Regions from separate parts of the Danio rerio genome. Here region 2 is linked to region 1. Evidence: chromatin contacts called from public Micro-C data. All regions are on one chromosome and are shown on one strand. The core of a region is the stretch at or near the end of the contact, and the rest is flanking DNA. Distances in the headings are between cores, read along the strand shown.

Evidence for each region. A called contact is a pair of places that touch in the nucleus more often than the background predicts.
Region 2: a Micro-C map of caudal fin shows a contact between it and region 1, with 3 times the contacts expected there. The contact joins the promoter of ezra here to the enhancer-like site in region 1. A contact is called at or near these places in 2 of 18 Hi-C or Micro-C datasets (caudal fin and hematopoietic stem cells).

Annotation. Positions count from the first base shown.
Region 1 is chr17:50,359,978-50,366,697 of GRCz12tu, forward strand. It overlaps znf106a (zinc finger protein 106a), which reads right to left. Exons shown (of 22, transcript XM_003200378.6): 2 at 970-1,070; 3 at 770-831. The coding sequence starts at 1,023. Among named protein-coding and RNA genes, the nearest start is that of znf106a, 6.0 kb to the right of the region's middle. Within about 2 kb of position 3,699, at least 10 of the 62 cell types and tissues checked have an H3K27ac peak or open chromatin away from gene starts, as enhancers often do. A contact at or near this core is called in caudal fin, where this site is marked.
Region 2 is chr17:50,400,909-50,407,628 of GRCz12tu, forward strand. ezra (ezrin a) reads left to right here and starts at 4,197. Exons shown (of 13, transcript NM_001020490.1): 1 at 4,197-4,294. The coding sequence starts at 4,283. tagapa (T cell activation RhoGTPase activating protein a) reads left to right here. Exons shown (of 10, transcript NM_200868.2): 10 at 1-1,216. The coding sequence ends at 903.

The sequences.
Region 1 (6,720 bases), core at 2,449-4,948:
TTCTTTTGTGTTTAACAGAAGAAAGAAACTCACAAAGGTTTAAAACCACACAAGTGGTCATTTTAATTCTGGGGTTTGGGGTAGAAAGGAGGACCTACTACTTCCGCTGAGATTCTGAAATTCAACTACACTTTACAATACTGTGAGCCCACGGTTGAAACTTCATTTGAGTGATGTTTTGCAACTAATGCAGGTAGGTAATGTGATGGGGGATGAAGTACATCCAAATTCATAAAACTCATATTTCTACTACTTAAAAGAACATACCAATTAAAAAGCTGTGAAAACAGTTGATGTGATTTTGAAGACCTTAATCAGAGTGTTTTACTCAAATTGGAGCTAATCTGTGCAAGACAGAGTTCCTCTACAATCAAGTTTGTGAACTCCAGCTCGAAACTAAGTTAAATTGATTTTATAAAGAGCATGAGGTGCAATTATCTAAAACATAGCAAACCTCTACAAGTTGGTGTTTATGTGTTTTGCACTTCAGATTTCAGTACCCTCCTCATTTAAAAATGTCATTCTCACTTTTCACATTCCAGAGATGCACATAATAGTCACATGAGGCAGTTGTCATTTGTCAGTCCTGCCAGTTGTTTCTAATGTACCTATATATACTTCTGGGTTAAGGCAGCTGCCTCGGCTTATCTCTCCACTGACTAAAGAAGACACGTGCCTTATAGTGCACATGCTTTTCATTAGTGCCAAAAACCATATTGAGGTTTTTCCATGCACAGACTTAACATTAGTGTGTTTCAATTCCTCTTACCGGCCTTTCAGATTCTCCAGCTCTCGGTGGTGCAACATACTTCTCATGTGCTCTTCCATCTCCTAAAAAAATAGGACATGGCATATGCACAAGTCAAACAGGTTTGTACAATACAAGAGCAACTAAATTGCAGATTTCCACACAGCTATCACATTCTATCAGAACTGGGAAAAGGTGTATGCTTAAATCACAGAGTTTACCTGTTTGGAGTTGTAGACGGTTTCACAAAGAATGCATTTTAGTTCTTTAACCATCTTGAAAGATGTTACTCTGTCTCAGGCCAGCTTAAATCAACAGGATTCTGCATAGAAAAAAAAGAAAACAATCACATTATGCAACTTAAAATCCAAAACATTAACAAAGTGCTTGCCAAACATTTTTTTTCATTAAAATAGATTTTCTGTGAAATCAAACCTGCAACCTTTGGGTTACAAGTTTGACTCTCTAACCATCAAACCTCCTAAAACACAATTCTGAGACAATAACATAACTTTAGATTTACAAGGCAATCTATAATGAGCTAAAATAAGCTGTTTCTGTAAATGCACTCCAAATAACTGTGAAACTGAATAATTGATAGATAACAACACATCTGTACATAAAAAAATCATTTACACTGAGGTATTTACACTGGAAAATCACATGGAAATCAAATAAAATTGAACGTTTATGTTGTGTGTGTGAAGAGAATACTAGAAAAAATATGACAGATTGACTAAAGAGACTTCAAATAAACAATATCTGACATATTGCTTGTTGACTTTGGCCATACATTGGAAATGCTTCCAATTTAAAAGTGATACTCCATACAAACTTCAACATAATCCATCTCAAAGTGCATTTAAGGCAAGTAATTTCACTTGGTGGCCATGTTTGAAACAGCAAATTCCCCAAAATTGGTTACCAAGCTTATAATCAAATTTCATATTAGGAATCAACAATAAAATATAACAACAACTGTGTCTTTAGTTTAATTTCTAAATGTTTCAGTGAGTCAACCAAAATTTGCAGAAATTCAAATCAGTTCACACTAGTCTGAGCCCCTTGAGAATCGTCAGTCTATATCAGGGGTGTCCAAACTCGGTCCTGGAGGGCTGGTGTCTTGGAGAGTTTAGCTCCAACCTTAATCAAACACACCTGAACCAGCTAATCAAGGTCTGACTATATACTAGATCAATTCATTTCAATTCAGCTTTATTTGTATAGCGCTTTTACAATGTAGATTGTGTCAAAGCAGCTTCACATAAATGTTCATAGTAACTGGAACAGTGTAGTTCAGTTTTTAGAGTTTAAGTTCAGTTCAGTTCAGTTTAGCTCAGTTCAGTGTAATTTAAAATCATTACTGAGAGTTCAAACACTGAAGAGCAAATTCATCGAAGCGTAGATCTACCAATCCTGAACCATGCGAGCCAGAGGCAACAGCGGAGAGGGAAAAAAAAACTTCACCTGATAGGAGATCAGGGATGTCAAACTCAATTGCTGGAGGGTTGTAGCCCTGCAGTTTAGTTCCAACCCTGCTCCAACACACTTACCTGTAGGTTTCAAACAAGCCTGAAGGACTCAATTAGTTTGATCAGGTGTGTTTAGTTAGGGTTGGAACTAAACTGTGCAGAGCTGCGGCCCTCCAGGAATTGAGTTTGACATCCCTGTACCAGATAGCTTCCCGGCATTTAAGCAAGTGCGTTTAAGCAAGTTGGAGCTAAACTCAGTAGGACACCGGCCCTCCTGGACTGAGTTTGGACACTCCTGGTCTATATATCAATCGCTGATTGGCTCCTGTACTAGAATGTGGGGCTTCCTTCACCATACTAACCGTTACACTATTCTCCATTCAAAACTATCCAAGTGACACGTCTTGTGTATTCTATAGTCTTTGTCCATCTCTGCAAATCTACACAACGTAAGTGGATGAGACAGTAAAATAAAATATCTATATTAGATAGACATCACACTATTGAGCCTTGCGATTCTCCTCCCCGTTCCTGTTGCAGCAGCAACCTGCTTGTGAAAAATACACACTTAAGCCCCTTTACACTAACACGTCTTAATTGTGAAATGGCATTTTAGAACGAAAACAATTCACGTCCACATTGGTGTGTCTATCACGTAACGTGTCAGTGTCAGTACACTGCCTCAATCTTTCACTTTTACGCTTGTACTTTTAATATTTTTAACGAAAACCTCAAAATTGTTGGTTGGTTGTGCACCTTTTTTACCAGCCAATGCCATTATAACACCATTGACGACGCCATTACAATGACACAGATCACTCTGCCTATTCATGCCAGAGTTCTGCTGAAAAAGTGATTAATGGTAATTTGTGTGCAACTTATCTTTATTTATTCATGATTTGGTTATGGGTAAAACAAAGATTAAGCGGGTCAGGTAGTTGAAAGGGTTATCTACAAATAATTTAAGAATTATTATTAATTTAAAATGATTATTAATTATTGATAATTTAAAAATATTAATATAAATTATTTATGAATTAATTATTCATACTTAATTCACCGCCGCTTACATCAATAATGCCATCATCCATCGCAATGTTTCACATAAGACATCATATGATGCCAAATTGGTCAACATCGCCCAACCCTAATATATATAAAAAAGGAGATTGAAAAAGCTTTTTGCTAGATGCTCATCTGAATACGCAACACTGGTTATAATGTAGCCAGCGACAGCATTCAGAGTCAGCCATGCACATAGTTCAAAGATGACTGATCTTGTTCATTTCATACTGGAGAGGCTCATATGCAAAGGTACTGCCAAATCTTACATTAGACAGTGTGGCATCAGCAATGTATGTAGCTGGACAAACTCCATCCGGAAAAATAAGAGGGTCACAGTGTTTCAGGGTCAGTGTTTCTGGCTCCGGCACAAGATGCCAGAGGACATAAACCAGGAACAGCTCTCAGGTCAGGAGACTAAATGCAGCATGCTGAAAGTGTAGCACAGAAGCTAACCGCAAACCCCCTGCAGGCCAGGGTCAAGTCTAGACATGTTCAACTTCAAACGCCATTTGGAAAAACATTGCACCAACACTGTTCTTACAGTTTGAGGAGCCATTGGACAGCGATTACATTTAAAAGCTCTGTTTAAAGGGAAATGGAATGAAAATGAAAGGTTTGGAAACGTGTTTTTTAAACAGCATGTCATACCAATGATTCTTGAGACATGAGACAAAAGAGGGTGCTAAATTGCAATAACTTTTACAGAGATATAATAAACTACATTTTTGCATCCTGCAATCACGTATTGTCAACATTTTCAGACAGTAAATAACAATTAAAATATTTTAAAACACATTCTTATGTTAGCTGACATTTACATTTTTACATCTGACTAACAAGATTTCAACAACAAAAAAACAGCAAAGTATTGGAGAGAGTTTTGCTGGAGAAATATTATTTGTTGGAGCAATTGCGGATCACAGGACACTAACCATTTGCACATATTTTGGGGAAGTTTTCTGAAAGCGATACATAGATAGCATTTTAGAAATTATCTTAAATACTTCAATTGATCGTATTTACACTGTCGATGGAAGAAAAAAACAATATATGTATTGTCATATATATGTATTGTCATCCTTGCTTGAAATAAAAGCGCCATTACTAGATGCTGGTGTAAACCTAATCCACCACAAATGCTAGATTTGATTGATGTTTTGAAAAAATGTTTTCATTATGGAGAAAATTACCTATTGTGTGCATAAGCAAAAAGATACTTTTGTTGACTTTGGTTTAACCTTCCTGTCGTGATTAAAAGTGATGATCAGCCCTTTCGTTGAATTTTGAGTGTTTTAATCAACCTTGTTACACCTGTGGTGTTCCCAGTCAAAAGTGACCGCCAATGAATGGGTATCCAGCCTATTCATTCATCAGACAGAAAACATCCCCAGACACCCTACCCCAACTCACTCACTCACTTCAGACTGAATAATGTCTTTTGCAGGTACACATCCTCCAGCCTGACATCACAAGGAAACGTTATTATTTTACGTTTTGTCAGTGTGTAAGCGAGGCGCATGACTAACGCGCTTTGCGTTGGGCCAAGCTGAAACTAGCTAACAACAATTGCGTCGCACCTTGCGCCGGGTGTGTGATGAGGCCCAAGGACAGTGTCATTGATTGGGCCTATTTGTGCTGTTAACAACAGCTGTAATAAAGTTTGGATGTGAGAAGCTTCACTTGGAGTCCACCATAATAATATTAACCAATGCTGTGCAATTAATTGAAATTTAGTTTCCAATAAAAAGGATAAAACGGTTAAACTAGTGACGTGCCTCTCTAAATTTTTCTACATTCATACCTCCTCAGAGCCAGATTGCAGTAAAATCATGTTAATTGATTTTTACAGCATGAAACATGTTTCCTTAAGCCTAGTTCACACTACAGGATTTTAAACATCAGCAGATCGCTGTGCCGTTCACACTACATGACTTGACTTTGTGTCTTTTAATCTCTGAGGTGTTCACACTACGCAACACTCCGTGAACGATCCACAAGAGGGGGGTCACACACTACATGATCTGACAACAACTCATTCCCCATCAGCTCATTCAAGCTACCAAACCACAGCCAATGAAATTTTGAGGGCGGAGTCGTCAGAAAAAGCTAAACACTATTGGCTGCTTGTGTGCAGATTACATCACAGACAGCGTTTCAAGCTTTGGAGAAAGCATTTATAAACATTGTCAAATCAGCTGATTTATCAGCGGATTAATCACTCATCTGCAGGTTCCAGTGGATAGATACACAGAGAGTTTTTAATTTTTGTAATTTTATAACTCTTTGAAATAAAACTAACATATTTATAACACCCTGCCGTTTTCTAACTATCAGTGTATTTCTTTCTGACAATAAATTTCTTTTTATTACAAAACAGTACAGTACTGAGCATTTCTGCCTTAAATTACCATATTGGTCAAAATGACTGCATGCATGTCTGATACTTTTCACTTTGACTTTAAATATGTGTGCATTTTCTTGCCTGGCAACTTCCTGCTAACATAAACAAAACTTTCTGATGGCAAAAACATCAATTTACTTTAGATATCTTTCAAAACAGCATATTCTGTGCCGAATAGCTCCTGTTTGAAAGTGAAAATGAAAGCCAAGACCTTTAAGTGTTTTAGTATCTTAACTAAATATTTTTAGGCTGTATTACCAAAAAAAGATGATATTTTTAGGGTAATGGTGTCATTAAATATGATGCCAAACATTCAAAGCTTAATTTTAATATCTCAATAATAGCTTTGAATGTAAATATGTTGTGACAGTATGGCGTTTTATATGAGAACGGTCAGAATGAGCAGTATGGTAATTCTAATAGTTACAGAATTCTAGTTCCACTGTTAATATAGTCTACTCTCATGTCTGTGCTAACGCAGAATGAAGCGAGTGCACTGATGCCCATTCTGACCAATCACAGATGTTTCTGCTGAGCTCCTGAGCACACAGGCATTCAGCCCATGCTGATATGCTCTCTCATTGGCTGCAGCTCGTCACTACATCTGACCACACGTGGGGTTGAGTCGGCCGACTGCTCTGGAATATTTAGCATGCTGAATGTTGGATTTCCGTCTGCGAGGTGTCGGCGACGCGTCAGCGAGCCTCGTTGATGCGTTGTTCAGTAGTTCACACATAAAGAGCGGCGAGCGCCGTGCACCCGCAGATTTCTTCCCGATCACAGCCCGATCTGTCGGCGAGCTCGTTAACTTCCAAATCGGGCTCAAATCAGGCTTAAAATCCTCTAGTGTGAACTAGGCATTAATTGCTATTCATATTTAATAGAGGTAAAGTTGGTTTTATATTCGGACATTCAGACATTCTGCTTTGTAATATAATTTCAGAAAAGTATTCTTTGCAAATTTTAAATTGGGAAATCAAATTAGCAGCCAATGACTATCAAAATACAACAATATTTACAGTCAGTTAGATAGT
Region 2 (6,720 bases), core at 2,947-5,446, 41 kb after region 1:
ATCAAATCTGGCGTTGAAGAAAAAGCCCAGGAACCTGAAGAACCCTGGACAACCCAACTCCTGATCCGCAGACGTTCAGAACCAACGTTCAACTTCACCCAGACGGTTCAGCAGCATCTCTCCAGCAGCCAGACGGAAGTGGACTTTCATGAAAAGCAGTTAAAAAAGCAGATCTCCGATGACTGTATTGTGTTCAGGGCGGGGAACAGCTTTGGGAAAAGATGTGGTCTGGCACGCTCAAGCGCTTCCAGGACCACCTCCAGAGGCTGCTCGTATTGTTCCTCGAGTTCACTGGAGAGCTGTTTCTCCAGCGCCTCAGAGAGCTCCATCCACAACAGTCCTTCTCCCCTGCCTTCGTCCAAAAAAAACATCCAACGCAAACATTCCTTCCCTACTCCGAACCGCTCAGAAACCCCCAGAAAACGCTCGCAGTCAATGAAGAGTGCACACCTCAGGAGCAGGACTGTTTTCGGGCGAAGCGGCTCCACCAAACGGGCCATCGAAAGAACCTTAAGAGAAAGTGAGACTCTCCCCGAGGTGCTGACTCCTCAACCGGAGCCCAGACGCTTGTCCAGCGATGAGGTTTTCCAGCAGGTGGACAGCAGGATACCAAGCAGCCCTCCGAGTTATGAGCAAGCCGTTCAGAACAATTCCCCTGCAGCTCTTTCCTGTTGCAGATCGCTGACCGTTCAGGATGCCAGATGTTTGTCAAAGCAAACGTGCAGCGGCTCCAGATCTTCAAGTGAGGAGACTTTGGATTTCTCTTCTGGACTTGCTGATATCCACAACAGAGACAATGCTGAGGCATGCTGTGATGGTATGAGTGGATCCTCCTCATGTTTGAGACAGAGGTCCTCATCTGAATCTATGTATGAAGAACACATCAGAGAGTCATACGTCTGATTCTGACTTGTTTTTATTTTCTACTTTTTGAATACGACCTCATAATGAGGGATTGGCATTTCAGTTGTTTTGAATGTAACTCAGGGATAATGTGCTCAATGTGTTGCGTCTTTACTTTCATTACACTGCTTTGTTTTTTTTGGTGATTTTTTTTGTACCCACCGTGCAACAAAATTGTGACTGAAAAGCACTTTGAGGAAATTTCACTACACAGGTTCACAGTTTTTGAGTTTTCAAAAATAAAGTGGATGCTTAGAAATATATGTAAACCATATATGCCTTCTAATGAAATAAAAATATGTTTTGCTATGCACATCATGCTCTTTGAGTCTTTCTTTCTTTCTTTCTTTCTTTCCAAACAACGTAATAATAATATGATGGATTTACAATTTCATGCTGGTGTCTATAACTGAAAAGTATATAAAAGAAAAACACAAAACTATAAAGAAATAATAAGAAAAACATTAAATTCTTTTTCATCAGTTTATTGCATAAGATGAATTATCATGTTAAAATGTTTAAAAAATCTTTTTATTACAAAGTAATAATACGTATATAAATATACATATATGCAGTTGCAATCAGAATTATTAGCCACCTGTTTATTTTTCCTCAATTTCTGTTTAACGGAGAGAAGATTTCTTCAACACATTTCTAAACAATAGTTTTAATAACTCATTTCTAATAACTGATTTATTTTATCTTTGCCATGATGACATTAAATAATATTTGACTAGATATTTTTCAAGACACTTCTATACAGCTTAAAGTGACATTTAAAGGCTTAACTAGGTTAATTGGGTTAACTAGGCAGGATAGAGTAATTAGGCAAGTTATTGTATAATAATGGTTATATAAAGTCAGAATTATTAGCCCTCCTTTAATTTTTTTTCTTTTTTCAAATATTTTTCAATTTCTTTTTAACAGAGCAAGGACATTTTCACAGTATGTCTGATAATATTTTTTTCTTCTGGAGAAAGTCTTAATTTTTTTTTATTTAGGCTAGAATAAAAGCGTTTTTAACTTTTTTGAACACCATTTAAATGACAAAATTATTAGCCTCTTTAAGCTATATTTTTTTTAACAGTCTACAGAACAAACAGTCGTTATACAATATCTTGCCTAATTACCCTAACCAGCCTAGTTAACCTAAGTAACCTAGTTAAGCCTTTAAATTTTACTTTAAGCTGTATAGAAGTGTCTTGAAAAATATCTAGTAAAATATTATTTACTGTCATCATGGCAAAGATAAAATAAATCAGTTATTAGAGATGAGTTATTAAAACTATTATCTGTATACAGTCGAAGTCAGAATTTTTAGCCCCCTGAATTATTAGCCCTCTTGTTTATTTTTCCCCAATTTATGTATATATATATCAGACTGTTTCAAACCAATAAAACTCCTGAGTTTGTGTATTTTTTTAACAAACTGAATCATAAGAACGATTTTGACATTGTAAGGTTTGCAACATGATATGATCTCTCAAACATGTAGACGACCTTTTCTTCCCATACTGTCACTGCTAATAGGTCGTGACACGCATTGAGAACTAATAGCCCTACATTAGATTACTAAATGTCAAACCAAGTACCAAGCACCAACAAATAATGTTGGAAATTTCCCCAGAAAGTCTTTGCAAATACTTTTAACCTACTTCAGATTTTTTTTAATAAGCATGCAAAGCTTTATTGATAAGCCAAGTGGCATCTGCAAACATTAATTAATTAATTAATTAATTCATTCATTCATTTTCTTTTCAGCTTATTCCCTTTATTATTCTGGGGTTGCCACAGCGGAATGAACCACAAACTTATCCAGAGTATGTTTTACACAGCAGATGCCCTTCCAGCTGCAACCCATCACAGATAAATACCCATACACTCTCATTCACACACATACACTACAGACATTTTAGCTTACCCAGTTCACCTACACCACATGTCTTTGGACTTGTGGGGGAAACCAGTGCTGAATTTAAACAAACAAATTCAATGTAGTTATGTACGGCTTAAAATGTTTGTTTAAATTGAGTTTATAAAAATTGTTTGTAACCACTTACCTTTAGTAAATAAAATAAATAATTGTTTTCAATTTAAGGTGTCTGTGAAGACATCCTAAACAATCATTATTTTGTACATGCAGCTCAACAAAAAAAAAAACCTTCTAAATGACTCTACTTTTTATTTTACAATTTGGAGAAATGTTATTAGAGCTTTATAGATAGAACAAATTTAAACAAATTGCATTGTTTTTAAAAATGTACTTAAAATTCTTCTTTATTGAAAATAATGCGGCGACGCAGTGACGCAGTAGGTAGTGCTGTGTTGCCTCACAGCAAGAAGGTCGCTGGGTCGAGCCTCGGCTGGGTCAGTTGGCATTTCTGTGAGGAGTTTGCATGTTCTCCCTGCGTTCACGTGGGTTTCCTCCGGGTGCTGCGGTTTCTCCCACAAGTCCAAAGGCATGTGGTACAGGTGAATTGGGTAAGCTAAATTATCTGTAGTGTATGTCTGGGAATAATTGTGAATGGATGTTGCCCAGTGATGGGTTGCAGCTGTTCAAGTTGGCGGTTCATTCCGCTGTGGCGACCCCAGATTAATAAAGAGACTAAGCCGAAAAGAAAATGAATGGATAAAAACAACACACACACACACACACACACACACACACACACACACACACACACACACACACACACACGCCCACAAATAATAAGTAGATTAAAAGTATATATTTAGGAATTTAAGAAATAAATTATTGATGGAACATATTTTAAAATAAGACTAAAATAAACAATCCAATAGGCAAAATAAATGTTTAAAGTTTCACAATATGAAAAGTCAATTTTACGCATCATGTGTTTCACTTTATTTTTTTTTAGCCTCTCTGAAGTGAATATAGTACATCCTAACTGCTCAGATATTGCACTAGATTATCAGTTTTAACCGCACCCATGTTTTCTCCGCCCAGTGTGAACGGACTAATGTTGTAATAATGTGACAGTGAGCAGTTAAAAACGCTCCTATGATGATTACCTATGCCACAGCAGGACAAGAACCATTCCATTCAAAGCAACGGGAACGTGAACGCGCTCCGATTGCGTCGCGTCGCCGTGAGGAGCGCGAGCCCGCGAGCAAAGGTCGAGTTTACGGCGCAGGTGCGCGGTTTAGCAGAGACCCGCTGGCACTCTTTAACTCGACCTGTCTAACTAACTTATCGTAGCTATCACTGGGGCGAGGCTTTGACACCATCTATCGAAAATGAGTCAGAAATGAGTATCTAGCGTCCAGTGTTCAGATCGGCGTTCAACACACAGCCTGTTAAAGGTCCCGCGCGCGTCTCAGGTTTCTGTCTTCAGCGGCTCCCCTTAAAAGACTCACAATGCCGAAGCCTGTAAGTACTTCTGCTTTTATTTTTTTACACGTAAAAACCAGATAACAGTGTCACAAGTGGCGACCGGCATATCAATAAACTACTTTACATAACAATTTTGTGTATCAGATATCTTATTACAGCAGCCATGTCTATTATACCTTACTAACATGTCAATTGTTTGCTTGTCCTTTGAATAGTACGTTGAAGTTGGTCGTTTTGTTTGTCAGTTAAAACAACAGACCTCTAAATGTCATTGTTTTCATTAATTAATGTTACTTTGAAACTGAAATTTATATACATTACTTAATTTTGTCTGTCACAAAGACCTACTTAAATCTACCTATTAATAACTATTAATAAACAGCAAATTAGAAGTTCATTGATTCAAATAGTTAATGGTTTATTAAAAGCGATAAAATAAAGTGTGACCGGATATTTATTACAATACATCTAAAAATTGCTTCCATGGTGAATATTTTGCTACCATTTACAATATCCATGATGGTGAAGAAAATCTGGATAAATCAGCATTTATTATATTACTTCCTCACAATTCTGGATTATGTTGAGTCAAAAGTGTTTAATTAATCAATATAATGTGTTTAAATCTTATTGTTTAATGGTCATATTGGATCTTCATTATTATGCCTATATCCTAAAATTATTTTCCAAAAGGTGTAGCGATTACCTGAACCCTCAGGAAGACTTTTAATTCGCTGGTTAACATTCTTGAGTAAGATGAGTTTTTACACATTAACTAGACTTAGACAATGACGGCGAGTTCACACTGTGTTCATGGGTGCAGAATGCAGGACAGGTAAAAGATTAGCCAAATGCACATTGTGCTGCAGTGAACATACTTTCGACTTTAGTGTGTGAGGTGAATAGCAGGATGTGATGTCACATTAATTATTGCCCTTAACATTCAAAAGAGGTTACTGGAAAACCAGTTTATTCATTAGGAGTTTTTTTCCCCTTCATTATATGAGATTTTCTAGTGGCATATGTTGATTCATACTGCATACCTCATGAACTTTGGATGTTGTAAAATGCATATATTTCACCATACCTTTATGCAGAAGATTTTAAAACTGTAATATTATATGTTATCATCAGCATCCATTAAAAGTATCTGAAAGAAATATCATTTCCAGCTTTGTCCTGCACTGAAAAAAGTGTTGCATGCAGAAGTGTTGCGAACAATTTATTTGTGTTGAATTTAAACAAACAAATTAAATTTAATAATGTTTAACTTAATTTGTTTGTTTAAATTCAGCCCAAATAAATTGTTTACAGCCACTTAACGTAAAAAATTGAGTAAATCCAATCCAAGGAATCATCTTTGAATAATTTTTTTTTCAGTGTATAATACACTGAAAAAAAATATTCGAAGATGATTCTTTGGATTTGCTAAATTTTTCATGTTAAGTGGTTGTAAACAATTATCAAGCACAAAAAAAGTTAATTATAACATGGAATAACAACAAACAGTGCTGTACTTCAATTAAAATTGAATGTCCTTTAAATTTATTTGTAACAATGTATTTTTCTGTCCAGGATCATGCATAAATGTCAGTTGTATTTTAATTGTGAAGTTTGCACTTGTAATTTCAAAAACAAAATAAAAAAAAAAACTAAATAAACAGAAAATAAGGTGATTCAAAATGGTTAAAAGCTAAAAAAAAGTATAGATTAAAAATCTAAACATTTGTTTTACAAAAAATGAACATTTACACGAAAATTATGTACTTAAAACAGAAAAACAAAAAAACAAAACAGTTTAACAAAAAAACAAAAAACAGTTTTGTGCACAGATGACAGTTACAACAACACAAACTTTGAAGTGGATTTATGAAAACACAGAATTGTGCATAAAATGCCAGTAATTGGGAATGTCATTGACTGAACTTGTAATCTGATTTCCAAAATGTGCACTTTGAAACCTCTATTTGTAAAAATGTGCATTTTTAGCCCCCTAAAATCAAACTTGAAATAAACAAAAAACTATGAAATAAACAAAAATAAATGTATAAAAGTTTTCAGTTTTAGTCAGAAAGGGTGTTGTGTAAACCTTTTCCATTCGTTGAATTACCCAAATACATTAATTAAAGGGTTAGTTCACCCAAAAATGAAAATCTGTCATTAATTCACCCTTGATTTGTTACAAAGTTGTGTTTTTCTTCTGTTGAACACAAAAGAAGATACACTGTAACAAATAATTATTTACTTTACCTAAAAAAGTGTGTAAATCTGTGTAAATCTAGAAGTGACAAACTGACTTAGAAATATGAGTAAACTCATCGTAACCTGTACTATAAAGTTGGTTTAAGTTACGTTTTATAATCGTTTTTAATCATTTACTTAAAATATTTTAAGGCAACGGGTTTACCTACTTTTTAAATAAAGTCAACTAATTGTTTTTACAGTGAATTCTGAAGAATGCT